2 separate regions of the Rattus norvegicus genome follow, and region 2 is linked to region 1. The links are chromatin contacts, called in public Hi-C maps. All regions are on one chromosome and are shown on one strand. The core of a region is the stretch at or near the end of the contact, and the rest is flanking DNA. Distances in the headings are between cores, read along the strand shown.

The links. A called contact is a pair of places that touch in the nucleus more often than the background predicts.
Region 2: a Hi-C map of kidney shows a contact between it and region 1, with 2.1 times the contacts expected there. The contact joins two enhancer-like sites. A contact is called at or near these places in 2 of 12 Hi-C or Micro-C datasets (the A7r5 cell line and kidney).

The regions. Positions count from the first base shown.
Region 1 is chr8:37,186,079-37,192,832 of GRCr8, reverse strand. No RefSeq gene overlaps it. Among named protein-coding and RNA genes, the nearest start is that of Snx19, 100 kb to the right of the region's middle. Within about 2 kb of position 2,387, at least 4 of the 93 cell types and tissues checked have an H3K27ac peak or open chromatin away from gene starts, as enhancers often do. A contact at or near this core is called in kidney, where this site is marked.
Region 2 is chr8:37,295,092-37,302,229 of GRCr8, reverse strand. No RefSeq gene overlaps it. Among named protein-coding and RNA genes, the nearest start is that of Snx19, 210 kb to the right of the region's middle. Within about 2 kb of position 3,874, at least 1 of the 93 cell types and tissues checked has an H3K27ac peak or open chromatin away from gene starts, as enhancers often do. A contact at or near this core is called in kidney, where this site is marked.

The DNA of each region.
Region 1 (6,754 bases), core at 1,138-3,637:
CAACTCTTCCCAAAGTGAACCCCCAACCCCCACCACTGTTTCTAATTAATCAGCTTTTTTTAAAACTACGTGTCCCGGTGTCATATCCAGGGATATGTGTAGATGGAGCCTGTGCATTGTGACCTTGGGAAAGAGGAGAAGGGGAAAGAGGAGAAGGGGAGGGATGATAGGGGCCTTGAGGAGGAGCGGCTGAAGAGGTGGCAAGTGCTAGAGTGTCCTGGAGTTGGTCAGACACTGTATACAAGAAAGGTGTGCATGCTGGTAAGTGCAGAACAGCATAACCGTGACCTTCCCAGAAACTGTCCCTAACTGGGAGAGACCCATGGCCCACGGCTTATGAAACTAGGTTGTTTGGCGAGCCAACATATCTTCCGGAAGAAAAACAGTAGGCAAAGCATGTGATAGCCATCTTCAAAGACCTGAAAGAGACCAGAGGAGAAGAGGGACATATGGATTTCTTGTAGCTCCAGAGGACATATTTGCAGTGGTGGCTGGAAGGCCTGGGGAAATGAGTTTGAGCTTGATATAAAGAAAAGTCATCTAAAATACAGAGCCATCCACAAATACAGAACTTGCCCTATATGTAATAGGTCGCCTGTTCCTGCAAGGAGACCTATGTCTCTGTAGTGACACACCCAGCAAAGGGCGGGCCCTATCCCATCTCCAATATCCTTCTTGATGTTACCAATTTGTGATTCTGTGAAACACAAAACAGTGTAATTTGAAAATCTACAACCACCTATTTATATTGTGGAAGCACGTCCAGATACCTTTTTGTAGAATGGGGGGGGAGAGAGCTTCCAAGACCCTTCCCTTCTGGGCTACCTCTGTAAAACCCATTCAGAGTACCCAGTCCCTCCAGTTTTCTATACTCGAGGTCCTCACCAACAAGGCTCAGCCCCTTAGATGCTTGTATTTCTAAGACCCCAGAATAACCTTACGAGTCCCTATTCCCCCTTCATTGTTCATCTTCCCGAGGTTGTGATTAATTCTTGTTTCCCTTTCTCAGTTGACAGAGGAACCAATTAAACTGCTGGGGGTGCATTGCAGTCATTTAATTGCCATGCCACGATTCTGTGCCTGGGAAAGGCATGTGGACCCGAGGGGAAGCTGAAATTACTCAGGTCACATGGGCTGCCCTTTGAGGTGACAGTCCTGACAACTGTGTACCTGACGCACTGGAGATCCAGCCTGCTTCCTGCTGTTCTGGAAGACAGCTCAGATTACTGGTGACACCACTGCAGACCACAGCCTGAGTCCCTCTGTGGGTATGATACCTGTATTGGGTAAGCCGTAACCCATGGATTTGATCCTTGACTGGCCTGGGAAAGTGGAGGTGTGGGAATCAAGAAAGGCCACCTTCGGCCAGCAACTCCTTGAACACTACAGCTATGCACGGCTGCCACCTCCTGGACCATGTTATCACTGGTCCTTGGAACGTCCTCTCAGCCCCACTTCTGATTTAAGCCATTGCTGGGGTTAGCAGGGATGGGATGCTGCAAGGGAGGTGTATGGAGTGGAGAAGCTGAGATTGCTCTCTGCTTCGCAATCATAATGTTGAAGTGGTTGTAGATCTGGGTGACCTTAGGGTTCATACCAGTACACCCTTACCACTCATGGCCGGCTTCCCTCTGACAGGTTTACATAGCCAAGTTCAACTTCAAAAGGGCCATGTCCTTTTGAGTATCATATCCCAAATGACTAACACCATTGCCTTTCTCCAAGCCTTGGTTTATCTTTGTTAGATCATTGTTGTTATTACAGGCTGTTGGTGAGATCTAACCCAGGGAGAAGGGCCCCATACCCTCACATATCCATCTTTGATCATTTGGGCACCTACCATAGCCAAGGAGAGACGCTCTGAGACATGGGTCTTTTTCCAACACTCTCGGGAATTCAGCAGCTGAAAGGGAACAGTATGATTCCTCTCCAAATCCTGTCTCCAAAATGTAATGGGTTAATGGGTCCCCTAGGAAAGAAATCCAGCTGTTGACCAGCATTCTGTGATGGTGTCTAATAGCCCTTGCTGGCAGGCTCAAAACATGCTCCAAAGAGAACTCTACCCTGCTGGGCCCCTTTTGTTTGTCTCCATCATCCTGACACCAAAGCTCTTAGCCACCTTGCTTGCTATAACTTGGAGCCTTGGTATTCATGCTTTTGATGCACCCCTACTTGACATTTATGACACTCTCAAAGGTCAAAGCCTTTGAGACCCTTGAGTGATCAGGTTCTAGAGTAAACCTCAAGCATCACCCCACAAACTTCATGTTAAGGTTACTCAGGACATTTCTAAAGTGCCAAATGACCTACTTACAAGTGGGCAGCGAAGGCCAGGAGTGACCCAGCCAGCAGGGCTGGGCTGAGTATTCCAGTGGTGCAGTATGTCCTGTTGCTGTTCTGTTTGACCTGGTCCACATTTGGCTGAAACCCAGAGCCCAGGCAGTTGGCTCAACTCAGCTGCGGCCTTTGGCCCTAACACAGGATCTTTGTCATGAAGCTTGGCAAGACGCTGCTTCATCCTGTTGTTTCAGGATAGTGGTCAGAGGAGGAAGGAACTCCAGCATAGTACCTTGCACACAGTCCACACATGGACCAGCGTCATGATCAAAGGACTGAGTTCAGCCTCTGCTCTATGATATAGCCTTGCAACTCAGGCAAAGCAACTACTCTCTTTGTGCTTCTGAGTGGTCTTTTACCAACTAGGACTATTAACAGTATCTCCATGTAAAGTCTCCCCAGGGTTAAATGAGAAGATGAGCGTGTGTTAGTATCTAGCACACTTACTGTCAGGCACATGGTGGGTTTGTCCAGTGAATGATGACAGCTGAGATGGGATTGTGTTGGAAAGGACATAAGTCCTGAGCTTGGTATGTGCAGGGGTTTGTCTTCTAAGTGCTTAATTCTAGACCCTGTCAAGTTGACAATCAGGGCTGCCCCTGCCTTGAAAACTGTGTCAGCCCCGAGGCATCGAGCACAGATACATACTGCAGCGTTGTTCCTCACACAGGCTAACTGCTCCAGGGCCTAAACCTGCAGCTCTTTGCATCTGATGGTCCTTCCAGGGCAGTGCGGGTTACACCGTTCAGTCCCACGCTGTGACCAGATCCTCTCGTGACCAAAGAGCAGCATGCATCCTATGATTTGCCAGGGTCAGGCCAGCTGCACAAAGACAAATACTAAAGTGCTGCCCGTTTATCTTCTCTGAAATTTGTTCTTAACCTTTGACCTCTGGCCCTCTGCCCTGGCCACCTGAGAGAGCTAGCCATAGACAACAGGAACTCAGAGGCTAGGTCACAACTCAGGTGTCCAGGGAAAGGCCTCAAAGTGGCCACCCTGGGCACAAGCCAGGGGTGAGGAGGGAGTTCATGGCATAAAAGCCCGAACTCAGCTTGGATTTAAAGCATCCACCCACACAAGGCAGGACAGATGGACCCATTTGCCTCCTTCAGCTCATCTGCATTGAACCCGGCTCAGCAAGGCAGGTGCTGGACTCCCAGATCTTCTGCCCAGCCCTTTGGCTTCTCTCAGCTGCCTGTGGAATCTGCACATGACGATCATCGGGCCAGCTGTTAGGAATCACTTTGAGAATGAAAACAATTAAGCTGGGCAAGAAACCCACCGGCAAACCCTGACCTCACTTCTGCACCTTCAGGCCATTGTCCCTCAGCCTGCTCCTAGTCACCTTTCTGTGTCTGTCCAATAGCCTTTCCAGATGTGCTCTGCCTGAGGACAGAGCAACAGCATTGCAGCTCTAAAGCACTGGCTCAATGGGACCCCCCAAAACATCTCCCTCTGGGAGGTCAGGCTGCATTCAATCCCATTCCAGACACACGTGCAACACCACTTACCAGTGAGCTTTCTGGAAGTCCTCCTGTTTATCTGTGCAGGAATGCTCTTAGCACAGGGGAAACTGAGGCCCACCTCATCTGCTCTGAGCAGCCCACACTGTGGGGCAGTCCTAGGTGTTCAATACTCCATCCTGTCTCCGTGAGCACGGGAGCCTTGCAGGCAGGTGTGGATGAACGATGACCTGAACCAGAGGGCCCGGGGCTCTGTACTCCAGATGGCAACCAGGTGAAGGAATGACTGATGGTCACTCCTTTGGTTTCTTTTCATTCCAGATAGTGTTTCTGTCCTTTACCCCATACCAGTTCTGACTTCACACCATGTCCTTGATACCCAGGGCAACAAACTCTTGCCTGACCTCCAACATGTCCACTGTCAGCACCCCTTAGCTGGGGGTTCCAGGCTCTCCCAAGCCCTTCTTTTCCAGTTCTAGCATAGCGATTCTGTAGCTGAGGCTCACATGGAGAGTGTGTATCCCCCAGCTGGCTAGCTTCCTGTATCCCCCCTTGTGCATTCCATAGGCCTCCCATCAGGACCATCTTCTTACACTTGCCTGCTTCTGTCTCCTCTTCGGTCTTGTTCTATCAGGGCACACACCTCCCTTAACCTGGGTTCTTTGCTGCAAGTACAGAAAGACTCTACTTTCCCAACTTCATGGATGATTGCACGTACCCACAAGTGGGAAAGCCCATCTGGGAGAAGGACAGCAGTAGAGACATCCAGAGCCACAGAAAGTGCCTGGAAGATCCAGCCCTGAGCCAGCCTCCAGGCTTCTTCCTTTTTGCTTGGGAGCTGGAGAAGAGACAGGAAGGCCAAGTTGGGCTTTCCAGTGAAGTCCAGATGAGTGTGAAGACTAACAATGGGGAAAGTGGGTACGGACAAATGTTCTACATGTTCCCTCTGAAATGTAGAGTCACTGAGTGAATTACATTTTTAAAAAATGCTTAAGGAGATGGAAATATTAATTACCGTGATTTGATCATTACACATTATATACATGTATCGAGTTGTTGTACGTTGCACAGCCCATAAATGTTCACCATTAAAATGCTAATTAGTAAATAAGAAACAGAAAAGGGGGGAAAAACAGCCCAGAGCAAAATTCTTCCCAGCATATCACCTTACCACCGCAGAGGTTTGACCCTCCCTCGCTAAGCAGGCGGCTGGCCTGGCTGTCCCGCCCACCTTCACAGCTGCACGGGTGTGGCTGGGCTGGGGAGGCTGGGCTGGGGAACAGATGATTTCAATTTAAAGCACCGTTTGGGGAGAATACTGTTCCACTTGCTCATTTTTCTTAGTCCTCCCCACCCCCGAAACGTGACTAGTCCAGTGGTGGATGAGCAAGGTCTGTTTCCATAGCAACTCCACTGTGAGAGAAAAATCAGAACACAGAGGAACCTTGGATTTTTATCTGGAAGATGCACTCAAGTGGATAAAAAAATGGAAACCTAGCCGATACCGAGCTGGGCTCTGGGTTGGCCAGATGCCTTGAGCCGTCTGTCATTCACCCTGAGGTAGGGCAGACTGAGGGATTGGGGTAGGGGTAGGGTAGGTAGAGAAGTACTGAAGTACTGACTATGCCCAGGGACACACACCTGCCACTCGCCTGCTTTCCATTAACCAACCTTCATCTCTCTGGGCTCCAGGCCTGCTGGCCTGCGTGTGTTTTCGTGACTGATGTAACTCAACCAAACCAATCCATCAGGATCTGGGTCTTTTTTGGATAGTGTTTCATGTTTGGCTGTACATGTTTGATATTTTGTGTACATTCTTGTCCTACCTGGTGCTTCCAAAGAGGACTGTGACTGGTATTTCATCTTTCAAGACCAAGGACCACAAGCCTAACCTTCCAATCAGTTGATAAGAAGCCAGGCCTGGCTTTCGCCTTGTTCAGAAAAGTTGAATCCAAGGGAAGGAGGTTTTTGGGCGGGTAGGGTGGGGGAAGTAGGGATTTCAGTTCAACTTGTCCTTTCTTTTGGAGTTGTGAAAGTGGAGTTTCTAAGGAGAAGTGACTGGCTGGATTTGGTGTTCCAGACCATGCCCTGATTGGGATGTCCAGGAAGTGGGCTTGCATGGAGCAAGATATTTCAACAAGCTGCTTGGAAAATGACTAAGGCGGACCTTGAGGAATTGGGACAGAGTGACCCTTACTCTTCCTTTCTGGTTTCCATGGAGATCCAGTCACTAGCCCCATTCTGTGGCCTGGCAAGAACTAATAGAACTAGGTTTGGAGAAATCTCCAACTGTGATTTCCTGCAAAGGTTTTTGCCCTTTGCTCTGAACTCCAGGGAGCCTTTTCAAGTTCATTGGATCCCTATGTTTCTGACTCATTTACACTGGACCCATCAGAAGGCTCTCTCTCTCTCTCTCTCTCTCTCTCTCTCTCTCTCTCTCTCTGTGTGTGTGTGTGTGTGTGTGTGTGTGTGTGTGTGTCTTTCCTCCTTAGAAATAAGATGCCACGTCAGGAAGGTCTGTGCTTGGATGGTAGTGGTGGAAGACATCTTGTGACTTAAGATTAGAGTGTGGTTCAGTTTACAAGAAGAAGTGCTAGGTTTCTGCAGGACTTCATGGTCTGTGTGGGGGGAGGTATCTTCTTGGCGTGTGGGATAGGAGGAGCACAACTCTTCTGGGCTGGAAACTCAGGGAGCAGTGTCTTACAGAAGCAAAGCTGTCTTGGGCAAGCTATTAAATCTCCCTTACACTTCTCTGTTTTTTTTCTGTCCAGCACCATCTCTGTAGTTCATGTAAATCCAAATACTGCTTTATTTCTCAGCTAGAATATGACCTCTTCTAAGACCTTCCCTAATCACTGACCTTGACTCTACCTGAACAGTCTCTCACCCTCTTATGATCTCAGACTCTTTGCTTGTTGGCTGCTTGTCACTCTACTTCTTCTTCTTTTTTTTTC
Region 2 (7,138 bases), core at 2,625-5,124, 110 kb before region 1:
TTTTATGTTTTTGCTATAATGTGAATCTAGGGCCTTAGGCACATTGTGCAAATTCTCTACTCTTGAACTATATATATCTCCAGCACTTTCTCCTTTTTTTTCCCCCCAACTTTTTATTTGAGGACAGGGTCTTGCTAAGTTACTCAGGTTGTCCTTGAACTTGTAATATTCTTGTCTCAATTTCCTGAGTAGCTAGGATTACAGGCCTGTGCCACTAGGCCCAGCTAGAGGGATTTTAACAAGGTTTTGAGCAAGGTCCCTAGTCAGCCTCACAGCCTCACAACTCATGTTTTCCATGCTCTCTCCCACCCTGTCTCCTGGTGGGACCATTGCTCAGATCAGTCTCTCCTTTCTTTGCTCTACCTCGTCATTCAGGTCTAAGTCAAGTCCTACTCTTATAGCCTTCCATTCCACCTCCATAGCATCCTTTCCTTTTCCTGCAGAGCGGTAATGACATATCTTAGACATTTTCATAAACCATCCCAAGCTCTTGGCAACTCTGCCAGCTCCAGGACTCCGTTTCTTTTTTAATCACTCTTTTTCCTTCAACCTAGAGAACAATGGACACCACAGTGTAAAAATGCTCCCTATGTTAAAAACATAACCTGTACATTCCTGTGGTAATGGCATTTGGAATTGGAGCCTTTGGAAGGTAATTAGGATTAAATAAGGCTGTAGGAATGGGGATTCCACGGTGGCATTTGTGACTTTGTAAAAGGAGGAGGAGAGCGCTGAGCTGGGACTCTGGATGTCTTCCCAGTCAATGCCCTCATGGTGTCATGCTTTAGCATGAAGGCAGTCACTGATGTTAGTGCTATGAACTTGCACGTCTAGAACTATGAGTAAAATAAAATTTATAAACTACTCATTCTCAGGTGCTTGATTATAACAACAGTGATTGGTTAACGATACTAGTGTTAACAGTTGCTAAGCAAACCGCTCTCCATCTTCTTCCTGAGCAACATCTTCCTCTCTGAAGTCTTTGCTGGTTTCCCAGAAGCCTTCACTCTGACCCCTACCTCACCTCTACCTTCCTTCAGTCCACTCCCACAGACTACTTTACCTTCTTCATTCTCCCTGGGCTCTATCCTTAGCTGTACTTTTTTGCACACTAAATTTTACCTTCAGCCCCTGCACAGAGCTCCAGACAGTGTGCCTAGGGACCAATAGGCAGTTTCCATACTTTTGCTCCCTGGGTATCTAAAGTTTGTCTCAGGAGTCAGAGCCATGTTTCCTTTCTTCTTGAACTTTTTTCCCTGGAGAATCTCAAAATCCACCCAGGTTCCTAAGAGGAAACAGAAGTGTACTTCTATGTCCAACTTGTCACAACAGGAAATTAATTGTGCTTCGATATGATGACCTCTGTCTTTAAGATCCCCCACTTCACCAATCCAAGAAAAAGTTCCAAGGGAGATGGGCAATTCTCAGTTCCATAATTAGAATAAATAGTAAGACCATGCCCCTGCTCATTGGTCATTGTCACACTGTCTGTCCCCTACCTTACAATTTACTCTTCAGATTTTTTTTAAGTGTTGATTTCTTTTTAACCTCTCTTTGGTATTTAATTAATTAATTAACTGGTTATTTGATTTATTTACATTTCAAATGTTGTCCCCCTTTCCAATTTCCCCTCTGCAAATCTATCCCATCCTACTCCCCCTGCTTCTATGAAGGTGCTCTCCCACCTACTCACCCACTTTCTCCCACCTCACCACCCTAGCATTCCCCTATGCTGGGGCATCAGGCCATCACAGGACCAAGGGCTTCCCCTCTTGATGATGCCAGATAAGCAATCCTCTGCTACATATGTAGCTGGAGCAGTGCATCCCTCCATGTGTACTCTTTGGTTGGTGGTTTAGTCCCTGGGAGCTCTAGGGGTTCTGGCTGGTTGATATTGTTGTTCTTCCTATGATGTTGCAATTCCCTTCAACTCCTTCTGTCCTTCCCCTATCTCTTCTATTGGGGTTCCCATGCTCAGTCTGATGGTTGGCTGCGAGCATCCACATCTATATTGGTCAGGCTCTGGCAGAGCCTCACAGGGGACAGCTATACCAGGCTCCTGTCAGCAAGAGCTTCTTGACATTGGCAATAGTGTCTGGGCTTGGTGTCTACAGATGGGATGGATCCCTAGGTGGGGTAATCTCTGGAGGGCCTTTCCTTCAGTTCCCTCCACTCTTTGTCCCTGCACTTCCTTTAGACTGGAGCAGTTCTGGGTTAATATTTTTGAGATGGGTGGGTGGCCCCATTCCCTCAACTGGGGGCTGCCTAACCACTGGATATGATCTCTACAGGTTCTAACTCCCCTTTGTTGGATCTTTCGGGTAATGTCATCCCTGTTGGATCCTAGAAACTTCCTGGGCATCTGGAACTTTCTAGTAGTTACCCTCAGTTCCCCATTCCCCACTGTACTGACCCTCTGTACTTCTCCCTTGTCTCCTCCCACACCTGATCCTGCCCCCCTTTCCCTTCTTCTCCTCTCTCCTTCCCAGGTTTCTCCCTTCCTCTGCCTCCTATGATTCTAAGCATATGCTAAAATCAATCTCCATTGCTTGTATTTCCGTTCCTCCATCCCATACTTTACTCTTTCTCAAGTTCTTATTCCTTATTCAAGATCCTACCCAGAGGCTAGCTCTATACGGAGCATCCCATGATTCTTCCAACCAGAAAAAATTGACTTCACCTTTAAGTTTTCCCTAGCACACCTCCTTGCACTATTTAAGTGTTTCTTCTGTCTGTCTTGTCAGGCATTTTTGTGACTTTCTCACCAGATCGTGAATTTTCATCTTAATATCCATGGCCTCACATAGAAACGACATTTGCTAAACTGACTTGAGAAAGGCACTATTTTATATGTATTAACAGGAAAGAGTAAGGTACCCTTTAGAGGGGTCATATGTCCTATAGCAGGTAGTCTCAATATACCCCTGAGCAACTGGATCATCCAACATTGGGGAGCTTGATTTTGGAGACATACTCAGAGTATGTCCCAATTGTCCCTAGGTAGAATATTAAGGAAGATCAGAGAGAATGTCAACAGAAAAGTGGTGAGGAGAAAAACTCAAGAACTCTCCTGCCTCATCCACCCACACTGGTAAAACGAAGGCTATCACCCCAAATAGCAGAAGCAAGGAAGTTCCTTAGCTTTATGATCTGCTGGGCCGATCAGTGAGGCTCAGATGTGGATGTGGACAAGGACTTGTATCTGTGACACCTTTGGCTCATGCTTGAACCTTTGATTTTCTCTGGTTGTCGTACAATAAATTGCATATCCTGCCAATTCCTGTGTTGGAGCTCCACCTCCCACTGTGACAATATTTGAAGACAGTACCATTATGTGGCTTCCATAATAAAGAAGTTAAATAAAGTTGAAAGAGATGACAAAGGTGAGATGCAACATGTCAGATGCCCTGATTAGAAGAGGGCAAGGCATAGGAAAGGCCATTTATGTACAACAAGGAAACTGACTGCAAACCAAGAAGAGGCCCGAGTAAAACCCAAAACTGATGGCCCCTCAACAGCCTACTGTGTTCCCAATCCCTGTTCCCAAGTCACTCAACCTCTATTACTTAAAACCCTAAAAAGGACAACAGGATAAGCACTGAGGTGTAACATCTTATTGGACAGCACAGAATCAGCAAACTGGCAGATTTGATTTCCATGACAACAAAGCTTTCTTTAGAAATTGTGGTTCCCAAGCAAGTACCTCTTTGGGCCTGTGGGTTGGGGGTAAAGAATGGTAGTAGGGTGTGGGCTCATGAGAGCTGTCCCTGCCTGTCACCAGCCCATAGCACCTGGCTCACTCCAGCTACCACATGGCTCTTTCCTCAGCTGATGGCTTCTGTTGTAGATGTAGGCAGAGAAAGATTCATCTTCCCTTGCAGGAGTGCGGGGAGGCTACCCACTAGGAACTAAACCATACTGTAGTTAATATTTAGACCACACAAGATGGACTTTGGTTTTTTTTTTTCTCTTGAAAGAGGTGGAGGAGAATCACAGGGGAAGGGAAGCAGACATGGGGAGACTGGGAGGTGAGCGTGATTGGTGTGCTTAAGGTGAGAATTCCAAATAATCAATAAAAGTATTTTTAAAGAAGGAATCATGGTTCCCTGACTTGTGTCCCACTAAAGGTCTTAAAGCACACATGCTTCTAAATACACATATATGCTCATGTTCACTCTCCCCTACTAATTCTGCATGTTCACTTAGTAAAAAGATCAAAGAATTTAAATGCATTCAGCTGTCCCTCTCCATTTAGGGGATTATTTCCTACTCTTACCTCTTGTATCCTCCCTACATTCTGGAACTTCAAGTCCCAGGAAAAACATCTCCGAAGAGAAAACATGCATACTTAAAGCTCAACTCTTTTGGTGATCTCTGGATCATATACTGCTCATTGCAGAAACTGGAAGGACATGAGGGCCTGCCTCATAGGAAACGTTTAGAAGGAAGCAAGCATGCAACCCAAGTGAAGTCTAGTTTTCATTTTTGCCAATTAATAATTGTATCCTGGTGCATACTAGAGGTGGAGATTTCATACTGTGCTACTGAAGTAGGCTAGAGGAACACAGCTAAGAAATAGCAAGGGGCATAATTGTGATCATTTTAAAGTGTATGCTATATGATTTTATCATATATAGAAAATGTCTATGAAAACTTCAAGAAATTAACGTTACTACTTTTCCTTTCTAGAAGAAGGTAAAAGAAGATCAGTGAAGATAAAGGATTTTCCAAGGTCATATTTTTCCAATAAAGATCATTGAAGACAATTGACCTTCCCTCTTCCAGCAGCTATCAAATGTTAATAGCTTTTGTGTTGGTGCTAGGATTTTGTGTCTACTCTCTCCCTTCTGCACTGCGAGTTTATCTGGCTGGGGCTTATGTGGACCTCCATGAGATAGAACCCATAGCTGATACCGTTAAAGGGTCCAAGAACTTACAGCTAGATAGGTTACAGTCCATAGGAGAGACACCAGTCCAATTACTTTGTTGGTGTGATTTTTAAGTCCTCTCTTTTGTTGACTCCTAAGAACTTTGAGGCTAGGGAAAGTATAAGTTTCTGATGCCTCCTTAGACCTATAGGGTCTTTCACAATGCTGGGTCAAGACTATCTTTAGGAGAACGTCAGCAACTCATTAAGTATCTATCTAGTCATTCTGATGCCAGCCTGCAGGGTTAGGTAATGCTCTTTGGAGTTCCTTTGTCTTTCAAGTACAGCAGGCTACTTCTCAGACAGAGAAGATACTCTAGAAAGGGGGATTGCCAGTACCTCTCCCACTGCCTGTCTCTGTCCCAATGAACGATCCATTCTTCTAGCCTTTTGGCCTCCATGACTCTTCACATGGTTCTTTGACAGCATTATACTGTGACACATCTTTTCCTTCCAGCTGCTGCTGTATGAGGAATATTAAATTCCAGTTAGAGGCAAAAATCTAAAACCTGAAGGAAAATCTATTTTTTTTCTCACAGCAAAAGCACACAGAATAGTAATGTTTTGCCAATATTTTGTTATGAAAATTTGCAAACATAAAGGCAAGTTGAAAGAAATTCACGGCAAATTGCCCACACACTCAGCTGTGTTTCGCAGCATGGGCAATGGTTCTTACTAGTGCCATTCTCTAGTATGTGTGTTCCTACTGTCCAGTAATTTCAAACTTCCCAAAAAACTTGGGAAAGATCTATGCAAAATAAGCTCTTGGGACCCTATGTGAGCAAGCTCAGACATATTACCTCATGCAGCTATGACTTAGATTCTACCAGAATGCTTCAATGTAAATGTTGGATTGCCTGCGAGTCTAGCACTTGACCTGGGAACAGCCTGTCTTATTTGGACACATTTCAATAAAAATTTAAAGTGTATGCATAATTCTCTCTGAGAGATTCAGCATGAATACTAATTAGAATTCATTGCTAGAAGTATTTCTGATGTAAAAATGGATTTCAGTCAATTCTATATACGCTAAAATTTGACAAATCCATACATCTGTGAAATCCAGCCTTTAACAAGATATGAAAGGATGCCTTCATGACAGAAATTTCTCTTGAAATTTGGGTTTTTGGTTACAAGCAGTCACTAAAGCAAGGCTCATATTTGGTGGAATATTCTACTTTTAAGTGTGTTCTGATATGCTAGCTCCAATTATACTCATCAGAATCAATGGTCAGAAATCTGTTTGAAAGAGGTTCAGGGCCAGAACTGAGAGCTCCAGGACCCAAAGTGTACACCCATGTTGAGTCATGGACCAAAGCATGTACACTTCAAGCATGGGCTAAACCCACAGTCCTCAGGAAATGAAAGGCTGAGCAAGTAGCCTCGCTCTCCCCACTGACTGTCTTCGGCTCCAGCTTTTACACAAAATATATGTGAATCATTCTGATAATATCCTATGACGTAGTTGTCATCCCAAAGAACAAACTTTTCCCATCTCCCACCCTGGCTGGTTCTGACCACACTTTACTTGGCAATATGTGCATTTGGTTTCCACCTGTTATAACTAAAGAAAAAAAAATATCAGTCAACAGTACAAAAGAAAATGTAGAAAAACCCCAAGAAAAGAGAGAGAAAAATAATCATTTGCCTTCAATTATAGGGGCAATTTTAGAGTCAAATAATGAGACGCACTGGACAGTGTTTCCAGTGCTAAACCACAAAACTGTGTTCCAGATGGAGAAGAGTAAATGAGAACCACTTGCCCAAAGGGCTGACATGGAAATCCTTTTCAAAACCATTTGATATATGTGAGATATTAGGCATGACGGTGAGGGGACATATTTGAGAACTATTAAGATCATAATATTTTGCATAATAGTATGCATCATAGTGTAGGGAGTTTTGTTCTGATCACCTCAGTTTCCAGATATGATAAGAGTAGATGGAAGATACCAGAAGGGAGATTTCTTTAACAACTGGAGCTGTGTAATGGTTAAATGAGGAGTTGCTAGAAACTTCCATGTTTCATGACTTCATGACCAATGACTCTCCAATGACCATATTTTCCAAACTGACCTTTGGGCCATTCCTTTGTCAAGTAGAAACATGACACCTATGGATAAGAAAGCACTCTAGAGTTTGCTATTGTTGTATGGATCATTGGAAAATGTATATATTTTCTTGCAGTCTCTTTTTTTATACATCTCCAGA